2 separate regions of the Gasterosteus aculeatus genome follow, and region 2 is linked to region 1. A link is a contact called in public Hi-C data. All regions are on one chromosome and are shown on one strand. The core of a region is the stretch at or near the end of the contact, and the rest is flanking DNA. Distances in the headings are between cores, read along the strand shown. Region 1 holds the start of sh3pxd2aa (SH3 and PX domains 2Aa). Region 2 overlaps sh3pxd2aa (SH3 and PX domains 2Aa).

What was found. Hi-C and Micro-C count contacts between places; a contact is called where the count stands out from the background.
Region 2: a contact with region 1 is called in a Hi-C map of skeletal muscle, with 6 times the contacts expected there. The contact joins the enhancer-like site here to the promoter of sh3pxd2aa in region 1. A contact is called at or near these places in 2 of 6 Hi-C or Micro-C datasets (both in skeletal muscle).

Annotation. Positions count from the first base shown.
Region 1 is chr9:2,578,438-2,585,584 of fGasAcu3.hap1.1, forward strand. It overlaps sh3pxd2aa (SH3 and PX domains 2Aa), which reads left to right and starts at 3,550. Exons shown (of 14, transcript XM_078080130.1): 1 at 3,550-5,094. The coding sequence starts at 4,912. stn1 (STN1 subunit of CST complex) reads left to right here. Exons shown (of 9, transcript XM_040186817.2): 4 at 173-346; 5 at 440-551; 6 at 1,233-1,383; 7 at 1,685-1,807; 8 at 1,895-1,967; 9 at 2,241-2,804. The coding sequence ends at 2,398.
Region 2 is chr9:2,629,834-2,636,980 of fGasAcu3.hap1.1, forward strand. It overlaps sh3pxd2aa (SH3 and PX domains 2Aa), which reads left to right. Exons shown (of 14, transcript XM_078080130.1): 10 at 1,934-2,051; 11 at 2,961-3,364; 12 at 3,786-3,835; 13 at 4,171-4,290; 14 at 4,463-7,147. The coding sequence ends at 6,496. Among protein-coding and RNA genes, the nearest start is that of neurl1aa, 41 kb to the right of the region's middle. Within about 2 kb of position 4,023, at least 2 of the 9 cell types and tissues checked have open chromatin away from gene starts, as enhancers often do.

The sequences.
Region 1 (7,147 bases), core at 2,300-4,799:
CTGCTTATATGAGCCTCACTTGAGTTAGTCATGTAAATAAATTCAATGTTTATTAGTGCAGCCTAATACTGGAGAATCATTATACATTAGACGCTGCATACACACAATGTCATTCGTTCATGTATCACCACAAGCCACTGAGTGCCTTTGCATAGAAATCTTTCATCTCCAGCAGGAGCACAGCACAGTGACGGGGCTCAAGGAGGCTTCAACCTGGTCGCCGAGCTAAAGAAGCTGAGAGAGACCCAGAGGAGCCGCTGCCGCCTGGAGATCGGAGAGCTGCTCCGGGTGAGGGGGCCGGTGAAGACGTCGAGGCAGCAGAGAGAAATCATGGCCTCCACATTCTGTGAGTGGACGGCGCTCCCCTGCAGACCACCACCGTCCACTTTCACAATGTAGCGTGCGGCTGTTCCCACCATTGATGTCTTGGTGTTCCCAGACAAAGTGGACGACCCGGTGATGGCGGTCCAGGTAGCGTGGATGATGGACGTTCCTCAGCTCTACAGACTGTGCTATGACAAACCGCCACAGCTTCAGCCTGATGCAGCAGGGTACAAACATTCATCTCTTAATGGACCATCACAGCAGCATGCAAATATTTACAGAAAGTTGGCGAGAGTAAATGTTTTATAATGAGTTTCAATCCACTTAGGAATATTGGTGTCAGTCAAAGTTGAACAGTGGAAAACAGTGTGGAATGCTAAATGGACTTTTTATAGCACACGACCGTTCAAAGTCTTCCCACTACGCGTCATTGCTCACACACACATTTATCCAAGCCCCTACTCGTGATTGACAGGTGGCACCACGGCGCTTTAAACTTTCCTCCTCTCCCAGAGAGTTTTAACACTCAAATCTCATATTTAGTGTTTTTTTTCTTAACTTCACCCTCTCACGTTCCTGCTGGTTCTAAAACAACATGAGGGTGACGGAGAAGAGTCCAAACTCTAAGCATACATATCTCCCATCAAGCTAGTACATATCAGGTGAGTTGCAACTCACTAGGACCAGGATGTGTGATAAGTGGTGAACACTGATGTACAACGCATACTCCCAGATGTTTGAATTGGACAGAAAATGTCTTGCATTCCCATAAAACATGTGGAATAATTGACATAACTTTCGCACACTGGCTGCACAACGCAGGCTCTCATCTGTCATCCATTCTGTCAACATGTGCGTAAGCATTGCTCTCAACTGTATCACAGACACATTGTTTTCCTCTTGTTCAGTGACTCGCCCATCAGCGTCGTCGGCAAGGCAACGAATATCATCAAGGATTTCTTTAAGCAGAAGTCGGTGACCAGGTTCCGACCCTATGATGTTCAGGACCTCCTGCAGCCTCTGATCCCCTGCCAGCCTCAAACCGCGAGCGCAGACCAGGTACAGCAATGGAATCCTCTCTCTGTGTGGTGGTGGAACCAAAAGGAAAATCTTGACAAAAAAGCTGCATTTGAAGTGTCCTTATGTGTGAACGAGGTGAGCAAACGCAGCTGGGATGTCACCCCTAGCGTAGAGGCTTGTTTGTATTCTTTTATGGGACATGTCATCCATTCATCAAGAGGACATCACACTGAGGTGTTTCCGTGTAGCAGCATTTTGAGAGCAGAACATTCTGGAGGTCTAAAAGTGTAAAACAAACGTAGCCTCGTGTCAGCTCTGTTGTGTCACTGTCGCTGTGAAGGAGCCAGTGGCAGGTCCGTCCGCATGCCAGCAGCTGCGGCAGCTTCTGAAGGAGGCGCTGCAGGTTCTACAGGACGAGGGAGTCGTGTACCGCAAGGTCAAATCCCAGGACGAAGTCTATAATGTAAGGACCATCAGAGACGTCTCCATTCCACCCGTCACTCGCCAGTTGGTCACGTTAGTGAGGACTCCTGCTGTTGCCCCCTCGCAGGTGACGGCACGTGACACAGATCTGCTCATCGCTGTCAAGGACGTTATCAGAGAGGACTCTCGGAGAGAAAAGTGTAAGTGCGCTTCCTCCTGTTGCTCTTGATTAGTGGAAACCGGTTCCAGCATTAATGTGGATGTCTCATGAGTCTTGGTGGTAAATGCAAGGTGTGTGTGTGTGTATTAGGGCTGGGTGTGTGATCGAACAGTAGTGTTTTCTGCCATAGAATGGGGGAAATAAAGCTCAACTTCTTATCGTCTTTTGAAAAAGCAACCGCCGCGAATTCCCCTTTTCGCTGCGAAGCCTCGGTTTCCTGCGTGCTGACGGGTGCTTCCTCCTGTGCTCGTAGATGCAGAGAAGGGCTGCCACATCCTGCACGTCCTGTCCGCGGTCCGACAGCGCCACAGCCTGAACGTGAGCAAGGCCACCCTGCAGCTGGTCCTCAAGTCCCTGGAGTGCAACAGCGACATCGTCAGCACCAGCGAAGACCATTACACCGCGTTTTAGTGTTACTCCGGATACTATGTGTGCTACGGCGTATTGCTCCACAACGCGTGGCTTTTGCCAGTTTGAAATGACTGCTGCATAAGGACATGTGAAAGGGAAGGTTTCAGGACGACTTTATCATTGTGGTAAACGTTCATCACGTTGAGTTTAATGAGAAAGAAATGACAGCGTGGGGCTCATGCATGGCTGGATTAACCCGCTAGAGAGGCACCCGGGGCCAAAATGTAAGCCCTCTACACGCCAGGGAAGTTTATTTTATGTCGATATAGTTACCATCTATTAGGACTATTTGTTTTTTTCAAATTGGTTTTGGTCACAGATAATTAAATGCATAGCGAGTCTATATATATATATAAAAATGTTTAAACCATGCTCCGAAATACCAATAAACTATGCATCACGGAAAGAGTTCCACTACGCGTTTTCTGTGACCAGGTCATTACCTGAATAACAATGCTACCTAAATCATAAAACGTAGATCTCACTGATAATTGAAGGACAATGTTAAAGAGCTCTGAACATCAAACAGTTCTGAACCTGCCTTTATCCAACATGCAGATGCACGCTCACCGTCCACCTTACAAGGTTTGACCCCCCCCCCGTTGCCTTCAGAACTGCCTTATTTCTTTGTGGCATTGGCAACATTCCTCAGGTCTTTTGGTCCGTATTGAAATGAGAGCATCACACAGGCCGTTGGAGTACAGCGAACTTGTCATGTTCGATAAGCCAGTTTGAGACGATACGAGCTTTGTGACGTGGTGCATTATCTGCTGGCCATCAGCAGATGGTACACTGTGGTCATAAAGGGATGACCATGGTCACCAACTGTCCATAGGTAGGCTGTGGAATTTAAACCATGCTCAAATAGTAAGTTAGTTAAATATCCATCACACCACCAGCAGCCTGAACCGTTGCTACAAGGCAGGAAGGATCCAAGCTTTCATGTTGTTTAAGCCAAATTGTGACCATCTGACTGTCACAGCTGGCATTGAGACTCATCAGACCAGGCAACATGTTTTCAATCTTGTATTGGTGAGCCAGTGTAAATGATGGTCTCTGTTTCCTGTTCTTAGTTAACAGGAGTGGCCCTTGGTGTGGTATTTTTTTGAGTGTTTATTTGAGTTACGATTGATTTGATTTGATTTGATTTGAAGAATTTTATTTCTTGAACATGTAGACACCAAATAATAAAAAATTTAAAAATCAACATAGACGTAGACCACAAAATGAGAAAATACACCTTTTGTTCAAGAAAAGGAGTAGGGGGAAGCAAAAGCTTATAGATACCCACCCCTTTCTTATCCATATTCTCAATTAGTATATATTACTTTGAAGATTAATATCATACATACATACACACACTCACACACACTCTCACCCACACACACGCACGCATACTCACACGCACAAATAAATACAATTTAAATTTCCTTCACTTAATATTTTCACAGATCTCATATTTGGCTAATGTGTATAATTTAAGATGTTTTTTGAACTGTGCAATATGTTTACAATCTTTGATCTTATCTGGTAAGTTGTTCCACAACTTCAATGTTGGAAACATTCTCCTCTTCCTCAACAAGGCATGTTGGTCCACACCACTTACTGGACAAGTTCTCTCTTTGGGACCATCCTCCGTACACGCTGGAGATGGTTGTGCGCCAAAACCCCAGTAGATCAGAAGTTTCTTGACCTACTCAGACCAGTCCGTGTGGCACCAACAACCACATTCACTCAAGTCCCCTTTCTGAATTTCAGCTAGTTGTCTTGACCACGTCTACACGCACAATGTGGCTGATTAACACAAATTGCTAGTGTATGTTGTTTACTGTATGGACACCAGCTAAATAAAAAGAAAGCACATTTAAGCATGTGAAATTAAACATCATTGTATTAATGAAAGAGGTGACATCATTGGCGTGTCACGGCGGCCGCTGGTGCGCGCGTCGCTGCGTGCACGGGGGGGCAGTGTTCCGTCGTTAATTGGCTCTCTCCTGGAGGGCAGGCGGCCGCTGATTGGTCAGCTTGTAAACATCTGTATCCATATCTCCGGCCAGGGAGCAGCGCGTGAGTCAGAGCGCGGACGGCGCTATCCCGACTCCGAACGCCCGGCCCGCGCGGAGGTCCGCTGACATGCAGCCGCGCTTCACTGTCGTAGAACGCGGGAGGACGAGCTGCGTTGGCCCCGAGGGGATGACCGACATGATACGGACACGCCGGCCCCCCGCTGCCCGAGGACGGAGCCCCGCGCTCGTGCCTTTTGCTTTATTTCTTATCTAGGTGGCCTCGAGGACGTCCGCGTGAAGCCCGTCCCACCGGGTTCCCCCTAAATTGCCCCGGCTCGCGCCGAACCACCGGGGGTTCCGCCCGGCTCCCTCCCGAGCGCACCGCCCGCCGGAGGCTCCCGGCGTGCGGCTGTCCCCCCGCGATAGGCACCGCGGCAGACACAAAGGACAGCCGCTCCGCGCCGCCTCTTCCACGCGCCGGGTCCGGCTGACACCGCTCAGCGATGCATGTCGGGATCTCTCTCCCGCGATAGGAGGCGGCTGATCCGGAGCAGCGGCAGCGGCAGCGGCAGCAGCAGCCTGTCTGTCGCGTCCATGCAGAGCCTCTGCAGGGTCAAGATGCAGTTCCGGACGGTGCTGGACGTGAAAGTCGTGGACGTGGAGAAGAGGCGCAGTCCGTCCAAACACTACGTGAGTCCTCTTGTTGCCCCGCGGCCCGCTCCCAGAGAGGAGTTAGCAGACGCAGTCCATCGGCTGCAGGGAGCCGCTGTCACGCAGCATCAACAGCATTGTGACTCCCAGCAGATGTGTTCTGACCGCAGCCCGGAGCTTCGACCCCCGAGGTCAAGGTTTCATTCATGGAGAAGTAGAATTAGCGCGTATGGTAACAGGTCCCGGGTTGAGATAACCACCAATAATCCAGGTGTTGTCTAGTCTTCTTCGTGGTTGGCACCATGTCTGAAATGGACAGTTCTCCTGCCCGTGTCTCTATGACTCTGAAGGTATCTGGCTGATAAAATGACCTCACACTATGTCCATTTAGTTGTTCTGGAGCCCATTGGTCACACGCGTGATCTTCACCAGTAGATCGAGGACATCGTGGTCTATTTGACTCGTTGTCCGCTGCCTTGGCTTAACCACTGAGCTCGTGTTTGTCCTTGGCAGCGCCAGTTGTCACAGTGATCTGACACATTTCTCATGGGTCATCATTACCGACCCCTTTGCTGCTGTGGCTTTCCTCATCACTCCACTTGTTATGAGGGAGTCTTCTGTTCCCCCGTCTCCCAGATCAGGTCATAATAAGTTTATAACAAGTCATAAACCACCCACATCCTCTGCGTACCCTGTGTGCACTGGCCTTTGAGTAGCCATCGGAAACAGACCACGCAGCAGACTCCACATGGCAGCCCAATTACACTGTGCCTGGAGCTGTTGGAAGCCACCAGTTCTCCCTGCCGCCGGTTTGCTGTGGGACGCATGGCGTGGTGTTTGCCTGATTACACAATAACCTCTCTGCTTCTGTCCACGAAATAACCACGGCCTTCTAACTGGATGTCCACGTGGCTTTGAGATTATGTAACATGCTGAGAGGAAGGCTCTTTGGTGCACGAGGGGTCCATTAGTACACGAGGGTCCTGAACAAATGTGTGCCTTTGCATGAGAACACACACACACAGAGAATTGTTCTCACTCTCGGTTCCTTCAAACTCTCCCGTTGAAAACTAATTATTGTGCGATATGCAAATGTGGCTGAACCCTGATTGGTGGCAGGTGCTGCTCTCCATGCCTACTGGTTGGTCCGGGGACCTGTCCATCGATGTCACGAGCCTGTGGACTGATATCCAGGCCGAGAGAAGAGCTGAAGTGTAACAGGAGCTCAGCTGTGTTTCGGGCGCCCCCCCCCCCGCCCCCCCCCCCGGGGGGAGGCCCTTGGCCTAGTTTTCCTGGCTAGTCACTGTGGGAAAAACGGAGGCGAGACGCAATCTGCGGCCCCCATCGGGTGTTGGTGATGGTTGTGAAACCAGCTGGACATGCTCGTCTTAGGAGACAAGGGGCTTCATGTCATCGGGACGTGGGGGAGGGCGGGGGGGCACGGCCGTGTTTACCGCTCCGGTTTCCCTACAAGTGCCTGAGCCCCTGTTGTTATTGGGCACCGTAAAAAAACGTCTTCAGAGAGCTGTTCCCAACTCAAAGTATGTATTTGGCCATCAAACAAAGAGGGAAAGGCTCCCCGGTGTCCGATGCCCCCCCCCCTAACCAGGAGGCTGATGTGTGCCGAGGTTTATGAGGCCAGCGACTGTTTGGCAGAGTGCGCTAAAGGGCTGTGCATGTGTGCGTGTGCATGTGTCCGTGTGTGTGTGTGTGTGTGTGTGTGTCAGCCAGGGTCTGGTTTGCAGAGCCGTCACTCTGACCCGATACTGACTGAGTGTGAACCGCCGTTACATGCCGAGTACATGTTGTTTTCATGGCTCCAGTGCCAGATGTTGTTTGTGATTATGGATCGTCTCACGAGCGCGAAGGAGCGATTCCCTCAGCGAGGCGTCTCCGGCGCTCGGGGTGAAAAGCACGCGGCCCGGTGCTTCATCGCGGCCCGCGGGGCTCTCTCCTCAACAGCTTGACTTATGGTCCGGGCGTCGCTCAGAAGACGCTCAGAAGTGCACTGGCTCTGCTTTCTGGGGACATGAACGTGCTGGAGGACCCGTCCCACATTTCTGGACACTTAAAAGGCAATAAAATGAGACAC
Region 2 (7,147 bases), core at 2,773-5,272, 52 kb after region 1:
TGCACACCTTCGCTGTACACAGTGTTGCTGCTTAGCTAAAGCCAGCTCCCTCCGGTTTAAAATGCTGGGAAATGCTTGTATTTCTCCGAAAAAATGCTTCAATGCTGAAGGAGCGACCACACACACACAGAAAAAATACGTTCACGCAAAGCTGCAGCGCTTCGTTTTTTAGCAGTGGACATAACAAACTGCTGATTTAAGGACTCAAACTGCGCAGCACATCGTCCTTCATGCAGGGGAGCAGGAACCCAGTTCTTTATCAGGAGCCAGTCCTCAACACCCTCCAATCAACACTCAGCTAGAAGGAATTATCTAAAAGGAGACTGAAGGACAAGGACTGCTGCACGCTAATATTTTGAATGTAAATTGAGAATTAGGTCTTATATGCAGGTACCTCTCGCCCGTTGTAATCCCCTCCCCTCTTTAACTCGGTGTTTGCTCAACGAATAGAGACACCACGCTCCCTGCCTGATAAGGCATTGCTGAGCTGGCGTTATCAAAACGTGTGAGTGAGGTTTTACACACACTTGAGGTACAGTTTGATTGAGTAGCACTGGCAAAGGACAAAAACAAAGAGCGATTACTCTGCAGCCGGTTTGCTGACACACGCTGCAACGTTACGCCTCGTGAAGGAGACGGGACCTTAAGAGCAAAGTCAGGGCGCGCTCGCCTCTCCAATTGAATCAAAGTGTGAGGGTCAACCAGACGCACACAGCGCCAAAGAATTTGTTAGCAGGACATCAATACACATCCTAAACCATCCTATTTCTTATTCTCTGTTCATCTGCAGGCACTCGCACGACCCCACACACACACACACACACACACACGCACAGGCTTTCAGGCCTGGCATTCCACTCAGCAAGCAGAGGAAGTGGAGTCCCTGCCGTGGGGCGACTGTCCCGAGCTCCTTGAATGCACACATTCACATGAATAAGCAGACGCGCCTTTCAGATATCGTCCCTGACCTTCACGTGTTCTAGAAAAATCTCGTTCCCTCCAGCCAGGTCCTGGCTAACGCACGCGGACTCCGGACTCCTACTGACGATTTAGACGTGAAGGGCTCGTTCTAAACAAGCGATCCCGTAGTTACACTAATGGTCGTGTATTTGATGTTCCACTGGTACCGATGGGTCCTCTGAAAGGCCTCACACTCGACCTTTAAGTCATCCGATCACGAGCCACTGAGATGAGCTAACGTGTGTTGCACTGCTGGGAAGCTTGGTCTGACTTATGTTAGTAAGTACTGTGACCCTCTACACACCATGTAGAACGTGCTTCCCTTCAGGCCGGTTGTGAGGGAGGAGTGGTGGTCAGATAGGGATCTGAGACGAGAGAACTTGGTCCAAATATCTCCCTCTGGGGGCCCTGATGTCGGCCAGCCACTTGAAGGGGAATCTCCCTCTGGAGACCCTTCACATCTCGGACTAAAGCTGTTTGTGCCCCTTCCATCTGGCAGGAGGCTGAGGTCCATCAGGACCGAGACCTCACGCCACACAAACAGTTTCTTTCTCGTCAACAGAACCCGGGTCCCCGACTGACTCTGCTCCAAGCACACTTTCAAATACACTTGTGTATGATATCGTTGTGTTTGCCCGAGCACTTTTGTTCATGGCCATGTATGCACCACCCACCATGAGAAACTGATTGTGACGCTGAGCGAGATGCACGATCTGGATCGGGGGGGGAGAATAGCTCCAACGAGGACTCGCGTGGATGACAAACAAGCAGCGACAGGGAGCTGCTTGTTATTAATGTGTTTGTGTCGTATGGAAATAGTCCGAGGGTTTTAAGTAGGTCACGCTCCCCATGTTTCCCCCTCATAAGGCCTCTGGAAATATGTAAACTCCACAGTGGTCTCGCCGCTCGGTGTGAGAGGGCTTAATGACCCCAGGTCACTCACTGTGCTACTCTCTCTCCGTCCTTCCCCCAGAGGAGAAGTACCTGACCATACAGCCGCACTCCAGTCAAGGGAAGGATGAAGTGAGCTTCGAGAAAGGGGTCACCGTGGAGGTCATCCAGAAGAACTTGGAGGGCTGGTGGTACATCAGGTGAGTTGCAGAAGGAGAGAGGGGGGGGGGGGGGGGGGCTCTGCAGCTGTATTCTAATGTGTGTGTGTGCAGTTAACCCAGCCAGTGTGTGTGTACCCATTGTTCGTCTCCCTTCATCCCCCATTGCTGTCTCATGTTTCCATGTGGCATGTGACATGCACAGTGAATACGGCTAACATGTGTACATCAGCTTGGGATACTTTGTGATTGGAGGGGGTGGCGTCAGAGAGATTTGGGACATTGGTGACTCACCGTCATTGGAACGCACAGCGAGTCGTCTCAGAGCACAGCTCCACCAGGAAGCCGAACCCCAGATGTACGTGCTTCTCCAGGGAAGTCTAAACATCAGGGATTCTTTTCTCTTCTGGGGATTCCTCCTGGTCGCTGCTCGACTGTCTGCAGCACGAAGTGATCGGACGTGTTTTGAGTGAAGAGTAGCCCACAGAGAGGCAAATGACTCACGTATTTGCATATGCAGACCCATTGATCCACGAAGCACTCTGAAATGACTCATTTGGATGAAGCAAGAAAGTTACGCATTAAAATGGTGTTCAACACACAGGATCTTATTTGGGTCATTTCATTCCCTAGTGGCGTCCCAGGGAATGTATCCCGCTGAGGTGTGAGTTATGGTCAAAGTAATATCAAAGCATTTCTTCAAGGGGCACTGGTGATGCACTATTGCACCTTACAGAAAGGAAGAGGTTGTAATAATAATTCCATCCCTGTGGGTCAAGCTCCAGAAACTCTACATTTCCCATAATGCCTAGTACACAACCGGACCTTTCAAACTGACTCCATAAAGTGATGATGTGTGAGCTTGGAACAGGCTCCTTTGGATAATATAACACAGAGATACCTTCGTCAGGATTTACTATTGAACACGGGTCCTTCTGTGTTTGCCCACAGATACTTGGGGAAAGAGGGCTGGGCTCCTGCCTCCTACTTGAAAAAGATGAAGGAAGACTTCTCCCCCCGCAAGAAGACCCTAACGGGCCCCGTGGAGATCATCGGCAACATCATGGAGATCAGCAACCTGTTGCAAAAGAAGTCGGTCAGCGAGAAGGACATCCAGACGGACGCGGAGGGCAGCACCACGCCGGAGCGCCACATCTCCAAGAGCGAGATCAGCCTCCCGGTGCCCTACAACTCCGAGATCAACGCCGAGACGGGCAGGAGGCTGAGCGCGGGCCGCGACACCAACAGCCCGTGTCTGGGAATAGCAGCGAGCGCCGCCCTGAGTGAGAATAAAGGAAGGGGCGAGCCAGGCTCCCCGGCTGTGGCCAGAGTGGCTCCGCACAGAGTGGAGATTGGTGAGTGCTCGTGGGGCGTCAGCAGACAATTGAGCTGTAAATGCAATGCAGCGATGGAGAGGAGCTTTTGTAGTCCTGGTATGAGACATTAAGGCTTTTCCTTTTGCGTAGTCTTTGATGCTGTAGGTAAACTACGTGATGGTGGTGGTGTAATCTAACACGTCACACTAATCTGTGCGGCTCAGTGTGTCTATTTCCATTTCAGTCACGTGCTCCTTGAAGCATCCTGAGCATTTATTTTCCAAATACATGAATGGTATCATGTAGAGAAATAAAATAATTAACAATAATAATAATTACGAGTTTTACCTCGGATATTAAAGTCTCATTCAAACAGAAATGAGGAATAAATACGACTCCATAGTTCTTAACTGTTGGATGTGGGTTCATAGTTTTAATAACATGTGTTTTTGTTTATCAGGGTCTCCAAATCTGAGACAAAAACCCCCCCCACGAAGAGAAACCAACTTGGTAAGACACTCACAAGCTGCTGCTCTCTAATAGCCAAGAGGACTTAAATGTGAATGTAGCCTCACCGAACTACCTTTGATCCCAGAGAAGAAGTAACTTTATTTTAAGAACAGCTCAAACACAGATGAGCTGTGAGAATTAGCATTGCACCCTTTAAAGCACAATAACAATGCCGTGATATTTCAGCATCTGAATGTGTCACTGACCATTTACATACTACACATACCATGTTATGTGTCATATCGCGCCATGAAACTTGAGCATGTCAAACGCCTTGTGATGCTGGCTAGATCCAGTATGTCTGCTGCTCACATCTCTTCCTCTTTGCTGTCCAGGGATTCCAGTTACCAAAGCCTCCAGAGCCCCCTGCTGTGGAAGCAGAGTATTACACCATAGCAGATTTCCAGTCCTCCATCTCTGATGGCATCAGTTTCCATGGAGGACAAAAGGCTGATGTAAGATGATGGTTCATTGTTATGTCCACCAAGTGCTACCCAGACAGACAGATATATTGATGTGTTAATGTTCGTCTTTAATGTAATAACATAATATTCTGGATCAGGTGCGTATCTCTGCATAAAAGACATACACTTTTTCAGATTGCTTATATCTTCCATGTCCATATAGGTGATAGAGAAGAACCCTGGAGGCTGGTGGTATGTGCAGATTGGAGAGATGGAGGGCTGGGCCCCCTGCTCCTACATCGACAAGCGGAAGAAGCCCAATCTCAGCCGACGGACCAGCACCCTGACCCGGCCCAAAGTCCCGCCCCCAGCTCCTCCTGTCAAAAAACAAGAGTCTGACGAGGCTCCTCCTCCCTCTAACTCTGCCTCTAAAGTCCCAGAGCTGCCGAGCAGGCCTGCGTACGAGGAACCTGAATATGATATTCCTGCAATCGGATGCGACGGTGAATCCGACACGGATTCACGGAAAAATGAGCGTGCCTTCGATGTGAAGATTACCAGCATGGCCAGCAACAAGTACCGCGGCCCCCCTCCTTCCTGCAAGGCCTCTCCTCCTGTCTGCAAGGCCCCTCCTGTCTGCAAGGCGTCCCCCGTGTTTACTCATCGAAGAGCGGCCTTCAGGTCTGCAGAAGAGGTTGCAAAAGAGGAGTGCGTCTATGAGAACGAAGGCTTCAGGCCAAGCAGTGGAGTTGAAAGAACTTCCGTCAAAGGTTCTAGTGAGCCAAATTCTCCAAGGAGCTACCATTCCTCCACCGTTCCACGCAGGCCATCCGGATCCTCCCCTTTAGCTGGTCGTCCCATGAAGGCCATTACACCAGAGGTCAACCGCAGAAGCCAGACTTTAGGCAGACATGTGGATATCCGCTTCAGGTCGCAGAACAACAGCCCCGGCTCTTCATCAGATGAATTGAGCAGAGGCCCCAAGAAAGGCTCCGCCTTCAACCGGGATGTGGAGCAGAGGATTGGTCAGAGCCCCTCCACCAGGCCCAAGCCTTCCGTCAGACCTAAACCGCTCCTGACCAAATCCGAGCCCCAGAGTCCAGAGAGGATGGACATCAACTCTTTGAGACGGCAGCTGAGGCCCACAAGTCAGTTCCGGCCTCACAGCCTCAAAGCCAGCCGCGGGGACGACTCTGAAACGGCCTCTGTCGTCTCATCAGAGGACTCGATGTGTTCACGCAGCACCTCGGATCTCTCTTCCGTCTACTCCAAAGGAAGCCGAGGGGAGTCAGACGTGGAAGGTCCCAACCTCTACCGCTCCCTGGATAACTATAAGAAGGTCCAGGACTCTGAGATCAGCTTTCCAGCCGGGGTGGAGGTCGAGGTCCTGGAGAAGCAGGAGAGCGGTTGGTGGTACATTCGTTGGGCATCCGAGGAGGGCTGGGCTCCTTCGTACTACCTGGAACCTGTCAGACCAGTGGGGGATGCAGGTAGGTTGGACCTGGGTAGACATGCTGGGAGTAAGTCCAACAGCCTGGAGAAAAACGAGCAGCACGTTCTGGCCCTGAACAACATCAACATCAACATCCAGGGTCCGAGCCAGCAGCATCAAGGTGTGAGGAGGGATACCCCGCCAATCCCTTCAAAGCCTCCTGGTGGCTTTTCCAAGCCTTCTGGGACAGTGAATGGAGCAGTGCGGATGAGGAACGGGGTACGTCAGGTGGCGGTGAGGCCTCAGTCGGTGTTTGTAACCACATCTCAGCCCGCCAAGGACTCACACTATATGACAGGGTCTCTGAGGCGGAACGACTCCCTCGGCAGAAGCGATCACTACGGCTCCGGTTCGGCCACTCTTGGCGTCCGCCGCAACGCCTCCTTCAGCACGGTGCGTCCACACGTCGTCGTAGAGAGTAACACGAGGCCCGCCGAGCGCTCCGGCCCGGGCTCCTCGGGGAGCGCGTTCAGCACGGGCAATGACTCCTTGAGCAGAGTTAACCAACGCAATGGCATCCCCGTGTCCACGGTGCGACCCAAGCCCATAGAGAAGGGCCAACTGATCCACAACAACCTGGGCAGGGACGTGTACGTGTCCATCGCCGACTACCGCGGCGACGAGGAGACAATGGGCTTCACCGAGGGCACCTGCCTGGAGGTGCTGGAGAGAAACCCCAACGGGTGGTGGTACTGCCAGGTGCAGGACAGCCTGCTGCCCCGCAAAGGCTGGGTCCCCTCCAACTACCTGGAGCGGAAGAAATAAGCAGCCCCACGTCCCCCCCCCCCCCCCCAGTGTCCCACTTTTTGATGTCTTCAAGGACGCCAGTGGCATCACTCCTCTACAATGTTACCCGCACTCTCATGCAAGCAATATGTCCTTGACAATGTAAACTTATACGCGTATAAAAAGAAAGGAGACTTTTAGTGCTGGTTTACTAAAATGTATACAGTGTAAAGACTTGAGGCAAACTGGAGGAGGACAGTTTCTCTGAGATAGAACATGGTACGAATGGGAGGGGGGGACCTCTGAACGATGTGGAGAAGTTGAGCAGCAACCCGCTGATGCTCATTCCTGCCATCAGTGACGCTGATGGCCGATAAGTGCCTTTTGTAGAGGATCACTTGGTGGACGGCAAAACCGCAAATCAACCAAACCTTTTTGGAGTGCCATAGGTGTGTGAATACCAACGGAAATATTTCCAAAGCATATTAAGAGCGACACTGTTGAGTGCCAACAAGGTGTAGAGTTTTGATCTCGAGGGCTGCAATTGGTCCAACTCAAATTTAAGATAAACAACTGAGAATGAAGTGAGAATGTATTCTTTTTCTAAGCCGCACGTCATCGCGCAAACTAAAACATTGTTTTAAGTTCATTATTCAGTTTCATTTTTCATGTTTTATTGTCGTGTCGTAG